2 separate regions of the Sus scrofa genome follow, and region 1 is linked to region 2. A link is a contact called in public Hi-C data. All regions are on one chromosome and are shown on one strand. Each heading gives the region's core, a stretch centred on a gene start, on an enhancer-like site or on the middle of the called end of the contact. The rest is flanking DNA. Distances are from core to core; before and after follow the strand shown. Region 1 holds the start of RGMB (RGM domain family member B). Region 2 overlaps LOC106509506 (a long non-coding RNA gene).

Evidence for each region. A called contact is a pair of places that touch in the nucleus more often than the background predicts.
Region 1: a contact with region 2 is called in a Hi-C map of fetal skeletal muscle, with 2.9 times the contacts expected there. The contact joins the promoter of RGMB here to the enhancer-like site in region 2. A contact is called at or near these places in 3 of 47 Hi-C or Micro-C datasets (embryonic fibroblasts, fetal skeletal muscle and skeletal muscle) and 1 of 2 datasets of contacts at active chromatin or transcription factors (skeletal muscle).

The regions. Positions count from the first base shown.
Region 1 is chr2:105,039,036-105,044,697 of Sscrofa11.1, reverse strand. It overlaps RGMB (RGM domain family member B), which reads right to left and starts at 2,219. Exons shown (of 6, transcript XM_003480881.4): 1 at 1,818-2,219; 2 at 776-851. The coding sequence starts at 780. LOC106509507 (a long non-coding RNA gene) reads left to right here. Exons shown (of 3, transcript XR_001307107.2): 3 at 385-500.
Region 2 is chr2:104,564,597-104,570,832 of Sscrofa11.1, reverse strand. The region is part of intron 3 of LOC106509506 (a long non-coding RNA gene); the gene reads right to left. Among named protein-coding and RNA genes, the nearest start is that of RGMB, 470 kb to the left of the region's middle. Within about 2 kb of position 1,357, at least 5 of the 83 cell types and tissues checked have an H3K27ac peak or open chromatin away from gene starts, as enhancers often do. A contact at or near this core is called in fetal skeletal muscle, where this site is marked.

The sequences.
Region 1 (5,662 bases), core at 970-3,469, 470 kb before region 2:
CAGTATGTTAGAGGAAAATGTTAATTTTCACAATTAAACCGCAAGGTGGTTCCTATTTTCAAGACATTAGGTTAGTGACACACTCTCGGGGTAAATTCGGACTGTTAGCAAGATTCCAAATCGCTTGGAAAGCAAGAACTCGGTGAATGGTCGCTTACAGTGCATTCACTCTGCCAGCTAGTGTGCTGAAAATTAAGGAGGATTTTAAGACTCTACAAGGAAAAATCTGGGGAGCGGAGGTAGAACACAAATATAAAATCGATTACTTATAAAAGTTTTTATATTTTAATCAGAAAAAAATCGTTAAGTGACAGCTTGCGCAACTCAAAAATCCACCCTGTTTCTTACCACTTGTACTCTTTCTTTCTTCATCTTTGTTTTCAGGAAGAAAAGATGAGACCAGAATAGTACAATTAGAGGACATTGCAAAACATCCCATGGTACGAACATGCCAAATGGACAGAATTAAAACACATGCCAGAACATTAATGGATCGTAAACAAGATGTGGTTTCCTTTCCTGAACCTTTATGTGATATCTTAGTTGAATTCCTGTTAATATACAGAATCTCCATTTCCAGAAATCTAACACGTCGGTCTCTTAACAGATCACCGGGGTCAGAGGAGCCAAGAATCGCACCCGGGATTGAGATTTGTGCAACCCATTCTAGAGTAAAGTCTCCCTCGCTGCTCCCCAGCCCACCGTACGCAAAGCAGGGGCTGAAGTAGCTCGAGTCCGACAGCCCAGCAGCAAGCAGCTAGTGGATTGTACTTACATCATTCTTAACCCTTCCGCTCCTGGAGAGGACTTGGCAGTATCGAGGGGTGTCTGAGTTCCGTAACGCGCAGGACCTGGGTGTGAGAGAAGAGTCCCAGAGCTGGGGGTGAGCGCTGAGCCCCCAGAAAGAGAGGGCCCGGAGTGAGCGTAGAGCTCATCGCCCGAGCGTACACAACGGGCCCCAGTTATCCCTGCAGGCTTCTCTGTGGCTCGCACCGCTCAAAACGGCAGGTGCAAAAAGCATTTGGGAGTCGCTTGCCAGCGCGCGGAGGTAATGCGCTTCCTGTCCATTTATCTCAGGAAACCAGCGCAGCCTTCCCTTCCAAACAAAATTAACCTCTCATTAGCCAGCCACTCACTCCCGAGAAGGCCCTAAAAGCTTTACCAGCTCGCTAATGTATTTAGGCTTTTCTTCCAGGCAAACGCAGCCGGTGCCGCGACTGCTATCAGCCCCGGGGGTTCCTCTGGGTTCCCCTGGGAGCCGACTGCTTACTCGCCCCGGCCTCAAGTCGGGGAAACTCTGGCCAACCCAAATCCTAGTTTGTAGTAAAGGGCAGACCTGACACCTCTGAACCGACTTCATACCAGAAACAACTAAAACAAGTTTCCAGTAATTTCACGATCGCCCCTCATATCAAATCCTCAACTCCACTATCCTCAAGGAACCGGGAAGGGTATCCGGGAAGAATTTCAATAGCCAGCTGTCTCTGGGCGGTGGGCGTTAACTCTCCTTTGGAGCGCGAGCCCTGTTTGCAACCGGTGCTGGAAGCACTGATCAGGGGCATGGGGATAGTGATAGCTGGGATCTAGATGATTCTAAGAGTGGAGAATCAAATGTGGTTCTAGGTCTGCAAGTGGCAAGGAGGGGCCTTTTGCAGAGTTGGGATTTTCACACCCTGGCCCCCCGCCGCCCTGAGACTGGCAGATTTATACCACACAGGTGGACCGAGACCTAAACAAAATAGTCCCGGCCGCTGCCTGCTGCTCGCCCCCCACGTCCCCCTGGCCCACCGCAAACTTCAACAAAATAAACAACTCACCACAGGCATTCCCTTGTCTGCAGCGCGACGCTTGCCAGCTGGGAAAATAAGCCGCAAGCCACGCGGCCGGGGCGCTGAGGGAGGCAGCACGGCGCCCGCCTCTCTCCCCCAGGTGGGGGCAGCGGTAACCAGGGCAGAAGGGAGGCTCCGCCTCGGGGGCTGCTCTCCCGATTCTGCAACTGCTGAGAGAGCGCGGGGCGAGGGGCTGTGCCCTTCCAGCTGCCGGGATGTCTCTGTCGCCTAGGGGAGGGGGCGGGAGGCAAATCCCTCAATTCCGTCTTTCTCCAATCTGCTTTCTCTTCTCCCCGATTCCGAAGACCAAACCTAAGAACCTCTACCCCACCCCTCCAGCGTCACACCTCCCCCTGCCGGCACAACCCGGATCTTTCTGGCACCGCTGCAGAGTGGCGGGTAGCGGCGACCCAAAACCCCAGACTCCAGGTCCCGCTGGGCTTGCGCCTCTCTCATTCCCACCCCTCTAAGGCCTGCACAAAGAGGTCTTTCGCGTTGCCACCACCACCCTTTGCGCCGCTCTCCAGGCCGGCCGTGTTTACCCACCCGAGGCACCAATCTATTCCTCGTTGGTCACTATTCCTCGGTCAGGGCGGCAGCGAACGCGTGCAGGTTGTTCTGCTCTGCGCCTCGGAACAGGCACAAATGTGGTCCCTTGCCTCTCCTTCCACCACTTGCTCTAGCTCTCCACCGACGGCCACAAAATCACCCTTTCCTTTCCATAAGTGCTCCTTGAGGGTCTTCCGAGTATAGTTAAATGGGGGTGGGGGTGGGGGTGGTAAGGGGCTGCAATAGTCCTCTGGACATTCGCCGAAATAAGGAATCCAGCGACTTTTCCTGTCCATCTAAATGTGGCTTGAATTTACAGTTTAAGAAAACCCAGGATAACGATTTGGGAAATAGGAGGGGAGACAGGATTGAGGGAGACAGGACTGAGAGATACATCTAAGACACAGGTGAGCAAGTGTGGTATAAAAGAACAAGCCCACGCGACGTTCAAGGAAAGACGATCACTCGAATAAGAGTAGAAGGCGTGGAGGGCGAAAGAGAAGGGATTAGCTGATCTTCCAAAATGGAAAATAAGCATTCCAGGTATTCAGCGGTAGCTACTGTTCTATGCATTTAATGCCTGGTACGAGCAGGCTGCTTCTCTCTGTCTAGGCAGATAAATATTCAAGCGTCTTGACCTAGGTATTGAACTTTTCGCCTTAGAAGTTTCTCCGACCCTCTCCAGCTTTTCTTCACCATCTGCTGCCCCCACCCTTTATAGTTTCTCGATGTAAACGCTAGAGGCAGCATAGGGCAGCGTAAAGAGGGCGGAGTGGGAATCCAGCGAGGAGAGTCTAGTTCTGACTTTCTGGATAGGAGTCTTAAGCAACTGCTGTCTTTGACTTGGGGTCGCTACCAAAAAGGGTGTGTTAGGGCCAATGGCCTAATTCCTTATGGTTCTGAAATCCCATGACAAGAGATACCTCCTCACATCCTCTCTATAGGTTATCCTTTTCCCTTTTTAAGTATTTCCCCACCTTGTTTTATCTTCTCCAAACGGCAATCAAATTGAAAAAAAAAAAATACTAGTGATGTTTTGAGGTAAACATAAGATACATTGAAAAATGCTCTTTTTGCTACTTAGAATTTTAAAAATGATAAACCTCAGCTCCGGTGCACAGAAGCAAGGAATTTTAATGTCCCCACTTGCTTGCCTTTGAAAAGCCACTCCAGCAATCAGCAGAGCAGAGCTTTGATTTAGAATCTAAAGGCAAATCTCCTGTGTTTTTCTTTTCCTTTCCACCAACACAAAGAAAAGCTGCCACATAAAATAATGATGAACAAGAGTTCAAAGCAAGCTAGCCCAGAGGACTTTTCTAATACAGCCCCAGTCCTTCACCACTGCCCTGCAAAAACTGGCTTTACTCACACGTAACTAGTAGGCACAAGCTGCCAGAATCCCCTTTCCACCAGCCTCTTCATATAACTATTGGTCAGTGGAACCTGTATGCTCTCTTGTCAGTCATCATGTAAATGCATTAATCAAATCAATACATTAAATTTTTCCTTAGCCTGATGATACTTTCCAGAATTTTCAATTCACTACTCACTTTGGAGTCTTTAGCTTTAGTTCTTCCTCTGGACATCCTTGATTGTTTTCAGTAGAATCTTTTCTGAAACCAAGACAAAAAAGGGTGAAACATAATGAAGTACTAATTTTTAAACTACAAGTCTCTAGCTTCTTCAGTTTCTTTTCCACTGTGCTTGTAGCACACAGAGGCTAGGGCTCGAACCCACGCCCATGCAGGGGCTAGGGCTCGAACCCATGCAAAGCTGTGACCTGAGCCACAGCAGTAGCAATGCCAGACCTTAACCCGCTGTCACCAGGGAACTCCATTTTTCTTCAGAAAGGAATTTTTATGTTTACTTTTTAGAGCCACACCCGAGGCATATGGAAGTTCCTAGGCTAGGGATCTAACCAGAGCTACAGCTGCCAGCCTGCACCACAGCCATGGCAAAGTGGGATCCAAGCCTCGTCTACGACCTAGACCACGTTCACGGCAACGCCAGATCCTTAACTCATTGAGCAAGACCAAGGATCGAACCCTCATCCTCATGGATACTAGTTAAATTTGTTTCTGCTGTGCCACAATGGGAACTCTCAGAAAAGATTTTTTTTTTAATTGCTTAGCTTTCATGGCAATGTACACTTGAAAATTATACATTAAAGGAATTCTTAAGTGCACTTTTTATTTGGGGAATATAAGTTCTTTCAGCAATAGCGGTGGGGAAATATTTCAGCTTGTCTAATTCTGTTGTTTTCATTTGATTCAGTCATACCCACCCTCATGATTGTCCCATTCACATATGTTAAAAACATTTATATTTCTAATTAGACACTATATTCCATTAGTAAAAGAATACAGCTTATCTTTTCCTCCCAAAATTCTTCTTCTTCTTCTTCTTTTTTTTTTTTGTCTTTTTTTAGGGCCACACCTGAGGCATATGGAAGTTCCCAGGCTAGGTGTTGAATCAGAGCTGAGGCGCCAGCCCATGCCACAGCCATAGCAACACAAGATCCCGGCCGTCATCTGTGACCTACACCAGCGACACCAGATTCCTTAATCCACTGAGTGAGGCCAGGGATTGAACCCAAGTCCTCATGATGGATACTATTCCAGTGTGTTACCACTGAGCCACAGTGGGAACTCCCCAAAATTCTTTATTTTACTTCTGCTCCATGACTTTTTTCTCTTATCTTGTTTTAATCTTGTTTTCCTCGTGTGAACCAAAATAAACCAAAGATAGGAACAGAAAAAGGACATGAAATCACTTTTAGTGACTGACTTAACATTTCTCTATTGACTGTAAAGAAACTTTCTGATATTGATTCAATGTGTATTTGCACCATCTTCTGAATTTCCACTTAAATGTGATAGAACTTAAGCTTTTAAAGTGTTCAGTAATATATACATTCAACTTTCTAGTTGTCAAGGTCATAGTTTTCTTACTTTTAATATTTTTAAATTTTTCCTTTTGTCAATTGGGAGAGTCATATCAATGATCAAGTTTCTCAGTATTTCTTACTCTCCTTTTCTTGCATTTTTTTTTGGTAATTTTTCTCTAGTTTCAGATGAATGCTCAATTTAATATTTCCTTTAGTCATAATGTTTGAGAACTATTATTGCTAATAAATTACACTAATTTATATCAGTAGTACTAATGATAAGAGTGGTAAAGAATAGAATTTTTATAAAACAATACTAGGAGAAAATGCTACCTTCTACATGATTAATAAAAACATTTTATTTAGTTAAATGTTATTGAAGTTTATCAAGATCTTT
Region 2 (6,236 bases), core at 108-2,607:
ATAGACAGACCATCTGTGTAAGCCCATTTCAGCTATGCTAATAGCTTTATAGGCATTTGAAGTAAGCTATTAATTTGGTTAAAATAATAACTTAACTATAATTTACAACAAATATATGCATTAAACCACATTTATTTTTGACAGTATATGTGCAAAGTACAATCTTTCCTCTTTCAGACAAAGTGTCACTCATTCTACTACAACGTTTTGTATTTTGTTCAAATATTTTTGGTATAGGCTAGTGTATAGTTCTTGCATTCTCCTCCAAAAGAATCATTATGTATTTTCATCATATTTTATGTAGTACTAGAAATCATTGTTTACAAAGTTATGGTTTCTTGAAAGAATCATGATTTTTTAAAAAATGCAACCTAGCATAAGAAGTTTTAAAAAAAATCAAGTACTTAAAAAATAAGGTTTTTCAATCTATCTAATTCAATCATATTTTCAGTGTGTGAATGAAGCAGATTAACAACTACTGACTCAGAGTATTAAAGGACTGTATACTTTACCCTTTTACCATAGTATCTGAGATTAATTCTATAAAGTCAACAGACAGCTATCAATTTATTTCTAATGTTGAGAAATCTTCTCAGCAAACGATTATCTTACAATTTTAAATTGTGTAGTTTCTCATCCTTATTACTATAGAAGAAAATAACCTTATTACTATAGAAGAAAATAATCTTGAGCATAATATAAATATAACAAATATTTAAAGTCAGTGTGCTAAAATATCACTTTTAAGTTTAAATCTAATTTTGCAATAATTTTACAAATTTAATATACTATTATATTGTTATAGTATATATTATTTTGCCACTTAAAAAAGAAGAAAAATGAGAATAGTAATTTAAAACTACAACCAGTCTTGCAAAAACATGCATTTTCCTCATCCTTCTCCATTTTTATAAATTTTTATGTTCTGTACACATTGGAATTTGTTGCCACAAAATTATCTTTTCTCTGGGATTGCTTAGATGCAGTTATTTTAATCTGGTAGAATTTTGGAGTTATTTAGGTCCTTTTTTAAAAAGTCCTATTCTTAAAAATAGGCTTAATTAAAAAAAATTAAAATTTAGAAAGTGTAGAGACAGTTGGACCATGCCCATCTTCATCAGCAACTAAAAATCATGTATGAGAATTTATGCATAATAATTATATATGAGTACGCACACACACACAAACACACACATAGAGTTTAAGGCTGGATGGGACTAAGCAGTCATCCAATCCAATATGTGAATACATATTTATAAACATGAAACATATGCATGTGCTCTATATAGCTCTGGCCTTGGGTATTTCAGCTTTGGAATGCACTCACTAGGATTAGACTTGAGTTGGACCACCCACAAAAGCAAGGCCACCCAAGGGAAAATTTGAGACCTGAGCAAGCAGAGCTGCCAGGCATGCCTTGTGAGAACAGCTGGCCATCTCAGCACCTGCTGCCCAGTTCCAGACAGCTGGGGCTGAGGCCTCACGGGCCCAGCTGCTTTTAGAATGGGCACACACAAAGACCACTGCTGCTTGGGCAACTGTCAACTCTTGCTATATTTGGTAGAGAAAATTTGGCAGGGAGTTATGTGGTCTACCAACTAAAATTTAGGCTGATTAGTCACAAACCAGAATCATAAAATCATAGGGCTGGAAGGAATCTCCAGTGAAGGAGGTCACAAGACTTTTGTGTGAATTAGAAAAACATTGAGAGCTTCCTGAAAAGGCTGATTCCAAATGCCATACCTTAGAGTCCGAGTCAGTGGGTCTGTGAAGCTATTTGCAAGTTGTTCTTTTTAGTAAGACCCTGAGGTAAAGGTAGATAATACATTGAGATAATATAGATAGATCAAAGATTTCATTCTAAGAGTTTGAAAAAATACACTTTAATAGTTAGGAAGTGTGTGAATCTACCTGAAACTGAGAATTTACTACTTGATCAATTGCTAAATATGTGGGATCATCAGCAGTGATTGTTTTATATTTCTTACTGGTTAAATGGAAGGCATGAGTCCTATATTTAGGGAAAAAATATTTACACATACATAACTCTTATATAATTCCTTTTTTTCCCTTTGGAGAGTAAAATAATAGCTTGATGAAATTATAGGGATTCAGGTGTGAATTTGATATACAAACCTCTTTAAATTCCTTTTTCTCTCAGTCTTAAGTAAATCAAAAGTTTTAAGAATTTGAAATGGAAACTTACCCTCATAATATAATTTAAAATGTGGTAAATTAGACTATTCTACTAAGAAACTGGATATTTCTGTGTGGCCGAAAGGGAAACAGAAATGCTTTGCATTAGTTTCTCTAGTGAGGAAAACAGAGCAGGTGTGCTGATTCTGTCACACTTTCAGAACGTAGTCTGTCTGAGCATGAGTAATTCTGGGAATGTGTCTACAATGTTCCTCCCTCTTGCCTAAGGATTTTACCTGGGTCTTTATAGTGTCTGTGAACCACCCCAAATTATACTCACATGAATTTCACTTTTCCAGAGAAAAAGTTCATGACTTTTATTGGAATCTTAAAATGTGAAGAGATAAGATCTACTTCATCTAATAAGATGGTAATTGAGCTTTGTAATCACCTAATACTTTTTTTTCAAGTGGGAATGAGAAAAAGCTACATATAACTTTCATCTTAGCACATGTAAGCCAGTCCAGAAAGGAACAGGTGAAAACCTTCAAGTTTTAATAGTGTATGTGACCTTTTATCTGTCAGGCAAATAAAAATATCCATTAATTTAAAACACTTTTTAGTTTTCCAAATAATTTATTTTTTATTTTTTTAAAATTTTTTGTCTTTTTGCCTTTTCTAGGGCCGCTCCAGTGGAATATGAAGGTTCCCAGGCTAGGGGTCTAATTGGAGCTGTTACCCTCAGCTATACCAGAGCCACTGCAACATGGGATCTGAGCTGCGTCTGCAAGCTACACCACAGCTCACAGCAACGCCGGATCCTTAACCCATTGAGCAAGGTCAGGGATTGAACCAGAAACCTCATGGTTCCTAGTCGGATTCGTTAACCTCTGCACCACGATGGGAACTCCTGTTAAATATTTTAAATGAAGCATGATGGCTTTGGTGAATGTGCTTTGCAAAACTTGGAAGTCTGTTTGGCTAGTTGGTAGTTTCCTTCATAAATTTCACCATGTCTTAAGCATTTGCCTCTCCTATTTTGAAGTAGTTGGAATTTATCTGCTATTTGATCTAATAATATGTTCTTACACATATATACATATACCTACAAAAATACACATACACACACTGATGTAAGCATGAACATATATTTTGAAGATTCTGTTTTCTCAGAATTCCCATTGTGGCACAGCAGAAATGAATCCGACTAGGAACCATGAGGTTGCAGGTTCGCTTGCTCCCTGGCCTCAATCACTGGGTTAAGGATCTGGCGTTGCCGTGAGGTGTGGTGTAGGTCTCAGACATGGCTCGGATCTGGCATTGCTGTGGCATAGGCCAGCATCTATAGCTCCAATTATAGGCCTAAACTGGGAACCTCCATATGCCACAGGGTGGCCCTAAAAAGCCAAAAAAAAAAAAAAAAAAATCCTTTTTTCATGTGGCTATGGTAGAATTTTTTCTGGTTAGTTCTAGACCTGACCAGGTCTGAACTGGATTTAAAAATGTCTTTGCCATGTGGAGAGGTGGAACTTTATGTTTCTATTGCATTTGGGTGGTGGATATTCTGTTTAAGGGGAAAGGAAAGGGGGCATGGAAACAGGGAGAGAGGGGGAAAGAGGGAGAATTTCTCCAGAATTGAAGTTCATTTATGAATTCTATACTTTTGCCAAATATCCCCAAAATACATATGTAGACACACTAGCAATAATTATTTTGAAATTACTGACATTCTTTTTGATACTATTTTTATGCTGTTTTCAAGATATTTCATTTTATTAAAAAAATAAAATAAAGATCATTGTTTAAATTGAATTCACATTTTTAAATATTGGGCAAGTTTGAATAACCAGGTATTTATTTTTCTTCAAAGTTTAGGCTCAAAATTTTCTCAGAGTAATGTCTTTTGTTATTCATAACAAGCCAACCACATGATTAAAAAGTTGGATATTTTTGGAAGTTCCCATTGTGGCTCAGCAGTAAGGAATCCAACTAAAATCCATGAGGATGCAGGTTTGATCCCTGGCCTCACTCAGTGGGGTAAGAATCCAGCATTGCTGTGAGCTGTGGTGTAGGTCACAGACATGGCTTGGATCCCTCATTGCTGTGGCTGTGGCAGGAGGCTGGCAGCTATAGCTCTGATTGAGCCCCCTAGCCTGGGAACTTTCATATGCCATGGGTGTGGTCCTAAAAAGCAATTAATTAATTAGGATCTTTTAGCTCTAACTAGTCTTGGGGAAGAGAGAGGTACTGGAGATTGAATTTAATCATGTGGTCACTAATTTATCAATCATGACATATAATGAGGGCCTATATAAAAACCCCTGAAACAATGAGGCTCCAGGAGTTTTTATGTGGGAAACACAAGTGTTGGGAGAGTGGATGCCTGGAGGTGGCATGGAAGCTCTGTACCACACTTCCTGCACTGCATATTAGAAAGAACATATGACTTTGAGTCAAAAAAAAAAATTGAGTTAGGTTTCTGATGATGATTTTTACCTTAAGAAATTCCCTAAGTTTTAGTTCCTTCTCTGTAAAATTGAAATGATGATATTTGTCATACCTGCTTTAGAATACTTGTGCATCTTAAGCAAGATACTGTATATGAAGATTCTCATAACCTGGGAAACTTTACAGAAATATATGGTTTCTTCATTATTTTGACCTCTTCTTGATATTGGTAGCTATTTCACCCTAACTCTAAGCCATCCATCATTGTGAATTGTTTCCCACTTTCATTACTTACAAACTCATCAAGGAAGAGATTTCAAACTCTTGGTTAAAGGTTCCCACACCTGCATAAAGCTGTCAAACTGTTATCTTTGCAAATTATCTCTGAACTTTTCCAGCTTATAGTATAAATAAATCGTTTTGTTTGTTTGTTTGTTGGTTGCTTTGTTGGTTTTTGATGCCTGAATGTCCATCAGGTGAGACTCTCATTTTTATTCTCTCAGTTTACCCTAAATCTTATGTTTTAGATTAGATTAAACCTGTTTTCTTGGATTTCTCATCTCTTCTCTGAAGTGATACAATCTCTTCCTCAGTTGAGTTATGAGAGAGGATCAGTTCTTTCACTATGAAGCCTAGTCCCTCTCTAGCTGAATTTTCTGCACTATTTCTCAGATGTTCTTTTAAGTTTTACTTTAGGTAAAAACTTAAATTGCTGTATAATATTTCATTTATTGAGGAATAATTTCTGCTTTAGGCTTATTGATCTTATTAATGATATTAATCTCTAATTAAAAAAGATTTCGCTTTATCTTCCTACTTGAGGCTTTTGTTTTTTATGAAGAATTTAAGAAAACAAATAGACACATCAAAATTTTGTAATTGTTCAAATGATCCTTCAGCAAAGGAAAGATGCAGACACATTTGTGTTAGAATTAAAATCATGATGAAAACATCTGCCTTATCAACAGCCTCTAATGTGGATGTTTTCAAGCCATTTAGAATTTCACAAACGTGAAAAACAAAGCTCATTATAGTGGAGTCCTACTGTCCAAATACAGTTTTTGGTAAAGCATTACATAACCTTAAGAATAGAAAAAAGAAAATTCCTATCATACTTCAGATTATAATATGAATAGAGGAAATAAAGTCCTTGATATACTATTTGCTCTTTTGTCCTATAAAAATGATAACCTAGGAGTAGTTTCATCTGTACTGTCAGAACACAGTAAGCTGCTATGTACATTAAACACTTTGGGCAGAGAGAATATGTTCTGAAAACAATATTTAAAGAGCCAGAAATGTTCTTCAGTAAAGACAAAGATGATGAGTGAAATACACAATTTCCCCAAAAATCAAGCATATTAATTGGTAGTATATTACCCTTTGCCATTTTCTCATGCTAACTTCATGTTACTACAAAAGAGTATAGCTAGTAAGGAGAATCTATGCTTATAGACTGTAGAGTCAATACTCGTTAAACTCAGAGTAGCATTGAGCTGTTTGATTCCAATGACTAATTTTTTTTCTTATTGTTATGATGGGAGACAACTAGGAATCTTGGACTCTGTTTATCTACTGGAACAGAAAGTAAGATTTCCACTGGTCATAGAAGGCAAAAATTAGAGCTGGCCCCTTTCTCTTTAGCTGCCTAT